Linked DNA regions of Ovis aries: region 2 is linked to region 1. A link is a contact called in public Hi-C data. All regions are on one chromosome and are shown on one strand. Each heading gives the region's core, a stretch centred on a gene start, on an enhancer-like site or on the middle of the called end of the contact. The rest is flanking DNA. Distances are from core to core; before and after follow the strand shown. Region 1 overlaps ACAD9 (acyl-CoA dehydrogenase family member 9). Region 2 holds the start of CNBP (CCHC-type zinc finger nucleic acid binding protein).

The links. Hi-C and Micro-C count contacts between places; a contact is called where the count stands out from the background.
Region 2: a contact with region 1 is called in a Hi-C map of tail adipose tissue, with 5 times the contacts expected there. The contact joins the promoter of CNBP here to the enhancer-like site in region 1. A contact is called at or near these places in 5 of 16 Hi-C or Micro-C datasets (blood, hypothalamus, muscle and 1 more).

Annotation. Positions count from the first base shown.
Region 1 is chr19:58,813,136-58,816,360 of ARS-UI_Ramb_v3.0, reverse strand. The region is part of intron 1 of ACAD9 (acyl-CoA dehydrogenase family member 9); the gene reads right to left. It also overlaps the pseudogene LOC114109416. Among named protein-coding and RNA genes, the nearest start is that of ACAD9, 18 kb to the right of the region's middle. Within about 2 kb of position 1,735, at least 14 of the 54 cell types and tissues checked have an H3K27ac peak or open chromatin away from gene starts, as enhancers often do.
Region 2 is chr19:59,017,144-59,020,368 of ARS-UI_Ramb_v3.0, reverse strand. It overlaps CNBP (CCHC-type zinc finger nucleic acid binding protein), which reads left to right and starts at 1,525. Exons shown (of 7, transcript XM_060402697.1): 1 at 1,525-2,125; 2 at 2,741-2,883. It overlaps COPG1 (COPI coat complex subunit gamma 1), which reads right to left and starts at 1,434. Exons shown (of 24, transcript XM_027957854.2): 1 at 1,300-1,434; 2 at 351-403. The coding sequence starts at 1,336.

The sequences.
Region 1 (3,225 bases), core at 486-2,985:
CGACTCTTTGCAACCCCATGGACCGCACCACGCCAGGCCTCCCTGTCCATCACCAACTCCCGAAGTTCACTCAAACTCATGTCCATTGAGTCGGTGATGCCATCCAGACATGTCATACTCTGTCGTCCCCTTCTTCTCCTGCCTTCAATCTTTCCCAGCATCGGGGTCTTTTCCAGTGAGTCAGTTCTTTGCATCAGGTAGCCAAAGCATTGGAGTTTTAGCTTCAACATCAGTCCTTCCAAAGAATATTCAGGACTAATCTTTAGGATGGACTGGTTGGATCTCCTTGCAGTCCAAGGGACTCTCAAGAGTCTTCTCCAACACCACAGTTCCAAAGCATCAATTCTTCAGCGCTCAGCTTTCTTTATAGTCCAACTTTCACATCCATACATGACCACGGGAAAAACCATGGCCTTGACTAGATGGACCTTTGTTGGCAAGGTAATGTCTCTGTTTTTTAATATGCTACCTAGGGTGGTCATAGCTTTTCTTCCGAGGAGCAAGCATGTTTTAATTTCATGGCTGCGGTCACCATCTGCAGTGATTTTAGAGCCTAAGAAAATGAAGTCTGTCACTGTTTCCATTGTTTCCCCATCTATTTGCCATGAAGTGATGGGACCGGACACCATGATACATTAAGTTAACCTTAAAAATGCCTTCCAACATTAAGAACAAATTACCAGGACAGGTAACGTTCTAATTCTTGATCTGGATGTATTCATTGCATAAGACCGCTACAACTGAACATTCGTGAGGCCTTAACTTTCCTGGAGGCGTTTACTAGACTTGAATCTTTGATTTACTACCTGCGCCTCCAGAAAGTAAGAGGACGCGCGTGAGTGCCCTTACTGTCCTGAAATGTCTGGCGGCACACCAGACTCGAGGCAGTCTCTGCACCCAGCCTGAGTTCCAAACCACCCTCTTTCCCCAGAGTCCACAGGTTCTGAGGACAAGTCAGTCTGTCGACTATGAACACATGGTCAGCAAAGGAAAACTCAACCGTCTCCGCCTTAGGTCTGTGAGTGCAGACTTTCGTGAGTCAAGTTCAAGTGTTCCCATAAGCTGCCAACAAAGTAAACGTCACCACTATTATAAACCATCAAAACAAGCATAGCCGCGTATACATTTTTATACCCATGGCTCACTAATGAGAAATATCGGTTCCCCAAATGGAGTGCAAACCCCTCCCTGTTTCACTTTCACAACTTTACTGGTGTCTGTAATTGGCATGTAATAAACTGCACAGAGAATAACTTTTTGAGTTCTGAGGTCTGTTTGCCCATGAAACCGCCCCCACATGCAACAAAAACCTTTCCATCCCACGTCCCGGTGTCCGTCTGTGATCAGCCCTTCCCTCTGTCTCCATCCCCAGGCAGCCACCCATCTTTTCGTCTGTGGACTTGTTTGCGCTTTCGCGTTTTACATGCGTGGCAGCACACAGCACTTTGTCGGTCTGGCCTCTCTGATCTGGCGTGACTGCCCCACGGCCTGCTGTGTGGGTGGGAGCTTGTCCACCTGAGGGACATCTGGGTGGCTCCCAGTCTGGGGCTCTCAGAAGGCACATGGATTCAGGCTTGGGGCTGTGACGCGTGCTGCACTCGGGAGTGCAGGGCTGCGTGCCAGGGTGTGCTCGACTTTAAGGAAGTGCTCAAAGACAGGCTGCCTTAGAATACAGCGTCCTGAGGACGCGGAGAAGAGCAGGGTCACCAGCGGGAGAGACCGGCCTGCGCACGCGCACGCCCAGCAGGGCAACACCGCCCCCTGGGGGCGAAAGCTGGTTCTGGCCGAAGGGAAGCAAAACACACACAGGCACAAAGGACAGCAACGCCCGTGACAGGGACGGACACAGGCACAGCACGGCTGCGGCGCCGCAGCTTCACAACGGGGGAGCTCCCGGGCGGCCCAGTGGCCAGGAACCCGCTGCCAATGCAGGGGCCGCAGGTCCCGTCCCTGGTGTGGAAGATCCCACGCGCCTCGGAGTAACTGAGCCCGCGCCTACAGTCCACGCTCCGCAACAAGAGAAGCCGCCGCAATCAGACGCCCGTCACCGCAGCGAAGGCCCAGCGCAGCCACAACCAGATCAATGAAGAAGCAGTTTCTTGCAGTGCCACAGAGGGGTGCGATTAGGCTGACGGGGAATGAGGGGGCAGTGATGCCGAATGAAAATGTTGAGAAGCACTGCCCTCCAGGCTGCTCTGCTGCTTCTAACACTTAGAAGCAAGTCCTGAACGGGTCAAACTGAAATCCACAAGGGCCGACAGCCGACAGGAAGACTACCAGGCACATGAAGCAGCCGGGAGACATGAGAGCAAACGAGGGTGGGAAATCCGCGAACTGATCGCGACCCAGAAGTAACAGGGATGACAGCCGACAAGAGTATCACAGACTCGTAACTAAGTTCCGGATTCTCAGAAAAGTAGAAGCAAATATGAGCACAGTCAAGAGAGATAGAGAAGGAAAAAATCGAGCCCAACTGCCCAGAGATGAAAGACCGCTGAAGACGGAGACTCTGGGTCGGGTTAACAGTAGATCAAACACTACGGAAAAAAAATTTGTGAACAGAAAACATAATAACAAAAACTATACAGAATGAAAGGCAAAAAAATAACGGAGCATCAGTGAGCTGTGGGACAGCCTCAGGCAGATCGCTCTCTCTACGTACAGTCTCCAAAGGGGAGGAGCGAGTGGGGGGATGCACTATGGCTGGTGACTAAGCGAGTTTAGGGAAACCTAACGGCCAAGAAACAGGCGGAAGTCGACAGACACCAGGAACACGGAGAGCCAAGGAGCTCAAAGAGCCCCGAGAGAAACGTGAGGAAAACTCATCAGGTTCTCTGCTGCTGCTGCTAAGTCGCTTCAGTCGTGTCCGACTCGGTGCGACCCCACAGACGCCAGCCCACCAGGCTCCCCCGTCCCTGGGACTCTCCAGGCAAGAACACTGGAGGGCGTTGCCATTTCCTTCTCCAATGCATGAAAGTGAAAAGTCAAAGGGAAGTCGCTCAGTCGTGTCCAGCTCTTCGCGACCCCACGGACTGCAGCCCCCCAGGCTCCTCCGTCCATGGGATCTGCCAGGAACCAGCACTGGAGTGGGGTGCCGTTGCCTTCTGCGACACGGAAAGCAGCGGAGCCGTGAAACAGGGCAGCCCACTGACGCAACTTACGCAAGAGTTACGCAGAGAGGAAGAGCCAATCCGCCCAAAGTTTGTACACACTGCTTGTTGCTGG
Region 2 (3,225 bases), core at 276-2,775, 200 kb before region 1:
TTAGAGACTAATGAACACTCAGTAAAGGCTTTATTTTTTGGGGGCGGGGGCCCACACCCCGTGGCCTGCATGCAGGATCTTAGTTCCGCAAACAGGGCTGGAGCCAGTGCCGAAGTGCAAGCGCAGAGCCCTACCCACTGGACCACCAGAGAAACCCTCAAAGCTTATTAATTAACTGGCAGGAGAAACAAAGAAGAAGAAAAGGATCAGCATGATGAATTCCCCATCTTTCCACGACCAGATTTCTCCCCTAATGTCCTACAGACCAGCACTCTGAATGTGCTGGCGTTTCGATCACATTGACTGTGAGCATTCTCAGCGGAAGACCCAGGGGAGCAAAGGACACTTGCCTCCTGCAGCACCGCACTCTTCTCGAGGTGCTGGAACGGGTTGGAGCCTCCACCTTCCATGGGAGAAGAGACGGGACTGAGCAGAGGTTGTGACCCTGAATTTCAAAACTCTCCCAGTTGTAGACGATGGAGAAAGACGTCCCTATGGCTGGGAGGTTCAAGCTCCAGCTGCTCTGAACAGCAGTGAAAGATCCAGTAGATCCCGCCAGCCTCCTCCAGGGAGCTCCCCTGCCCCCAAACCACTAACTCGCAGTCACCCAGCAGCCCTGGTACAGTGCTCGTGTGCCTCTCAGAGTGTCCTTTCATTCATCTATGCCACTGGTACCTAGCTGCGCCTCTACTGCGTGAGGGACCACCATCTCCAGTGACTAGGGTTTCTGCACACAGCAGAAATCACACTTGTAATTAATGACACACTTGAGTATCTGACTGACGTCTGTTCCCTCCACTCCGCTGCGACCATCCTTATATTCTTAGCTTGCTCACGAGCGCGTCTCACTAGCTCTGCTGCAGAGTCAGGGCGCAGTGCAACCTGGCACGCACCGGGACCTCGAAACGTTTGCTGGATAAATGAATCGGAGTCAGGGTTCTCAAGCACCGATCCGGGCACTACCGACTAGGCCGCCCCAGCACGGGCGCAGCCCCAGGGAGTCCCCAGAGGACCACCGGGTCTGGCCCCCTCCCCTGACAGGCGGGGACGCAGAGGCCCAGAGGCGCAGACCCGCCCAAGGTCACCCAGCGAATCGCGGCCCGAGCTGCCGGGCGAGGGGCAGCGGGGCCCGCTCGGGCTCTCCGGCGCCGGCCGCGGGTGGGCGCCGCACCTTCGCGCAAGTCCCCGGGGCCTCCCGGGGCCTCGCGTCCAGACGGAGGTCCGGCAGGAGGCCTCCCGGGGAGGGCGCGGAGGGCTTGCGCGGGCGCCCGGCCTCCCCCGGGGCCTCGGCCCTCTCACCCGACTCCTCGTCCTTCTTGTCGAATTTCTTCAGCATGGCGACGTCGCTTCGGGAGCCGAGCGGCAGCCCAGGGCGGACGCGGCGGGCGGCGGCGGCGGTTCCGCACTGGCTGCTTCCGGCCGGCCACGTCGCCCGGGCTGCGCGCAGGCGCACTCCGCGCAGGCGCACTCCGCGCAGGCGCACTCCGCGCAGGCGCACTCCGCGCACGCGCACTCGGCGCACGCGCACCCGGGCCGCGCCGCCGCGCCGGGCGCTAACCCCGTGCCGGCTGCGGGCGGCGGGGCCTGGGCCGCCGGGCCGCACGCGCTCCCGCCAGGGCCGTCGTCCCCGCCCCGCGCGGCCCGGCGGCAGTCTGGGCGGGCGCTGTGGCGGCGAGGCCGCAGCCGCGCTCCCCGGGGCCCCCTGATCTGGCCAGCGCCCCCGGCGGCCTCGCCCCCCGCCCGCCGCGCCCGCGCCGGCCTGCGCTGCCCGCTGGCGGCGCCCGACACCTGTCACACGCTCGCCCGCGCCGGCAGCGTCGGCGCCCGGCGGGCCGCTGCCTGCCCGGACGCCCGCCGCCCGGCGCTCCCGGCGCGCAATGCCGCGGGCGCGGCTCACCGGCGGGGCCCTGACGGACCGCGCTGCAGGCCGGCGCGGCGGCGGCGGCGGCCCGCTCTGGAGGCGCGCGGGCGCTGGTGGAGCGCCCGCTGCACGCGCCGCCGGGCGCTGGGGGCGGGCAGGGACGCGCAGGGCACACGGGCGGCGCCCAGGGCCACCCCCGCGGAGCCGGGAGGACCCGCCGAGGCCGAGGCGAGGACGCGCGCCGGCCCGAGGGCGGGAGCGCAGGTGAGTGCGGGCGCCGGCAGGGCCCGGGGGCGCGGGGACCCGGGGAAGCGCGCGGCCGCGCCCCCGGGGGGCTGGCTCTGCGAGGGCCGGGGCCGCGGTCGGGGGGCCGCAGGGGGCCGGGGCCGTGGGTCTTGCGCCGGCGGGAAATAAGGCAGGAGTCAGAAAGGTGCGCCCAGCCTTTAACCAGTAACTCCACCCCTTGTCCGGAGGAAATCATCCGAAAGAAGAAATTAAGTTGCTCGCTGCGGCGCTTTGCGGCAAGAAAATTGCAAGCATGGAAACATCCTAAACGTCCGGCAATAAGGGGGTGGTTAACGGAATTAAGGTGCACCCATTGGTTGAAAGATTCCACATCCGTATATAAAGGGATATTTCTGATGGCTTGGGAGGCAGTAATCCAAACTTCTTAAACAAAATGAGACATTAACAGAGAAGAGCAGACTGTAAACGTCTCCTTAATTCAGTTGAAATAAGAACCCTTCTTGGTTAAAAACCAGGAAAGAACCCCAGAGATTTGCGTCGTTGGGTTAAGACCATGAAATACGGATAAGTTATGTAGAGTAAAATACAAATAAATACAGAATACCCTTTTATGTTATGATATGAATTCTACAGAATTATATAGTGCTACTGCTACTAAGTCGCTTCAGTCGTGTCCGACTCTGTGCGACCCCATAGATGGCAGCCCACCAAGCTCCCCCGTCCCTGGGATTCTCAAGGCAAGAACGCTGGAGTGGTTTGCCGTTTCCTTCTCCAAGGTATGAAAGTGAAAAGCGAAAGTGAAGTCCAACCCTCAGCGACCCCATGGACTGCAGCCTTCCAGGCTCCTCCGTCCATGGGATTTTCCAGGCAAGAGTATTGGAGTGGGGTGCCATTGCCTTCTCCAATAGAATTATATACCAAGGGCAATTTTTATAACACCTCATTTTTACAGTGAGAATTGTGGGTTGTGACTCCAACCCTGAATATGAGGTCGTATATCATTGTGGGGGTTTTACTGCTTTTAAACAGTAATGTACATTCTTTGGATAATTGCTAAATCCTTTGTAGAAACACAGGGTATGGGGAAGTACAGAGGAAATTAGGGAAATCTGAGTAAG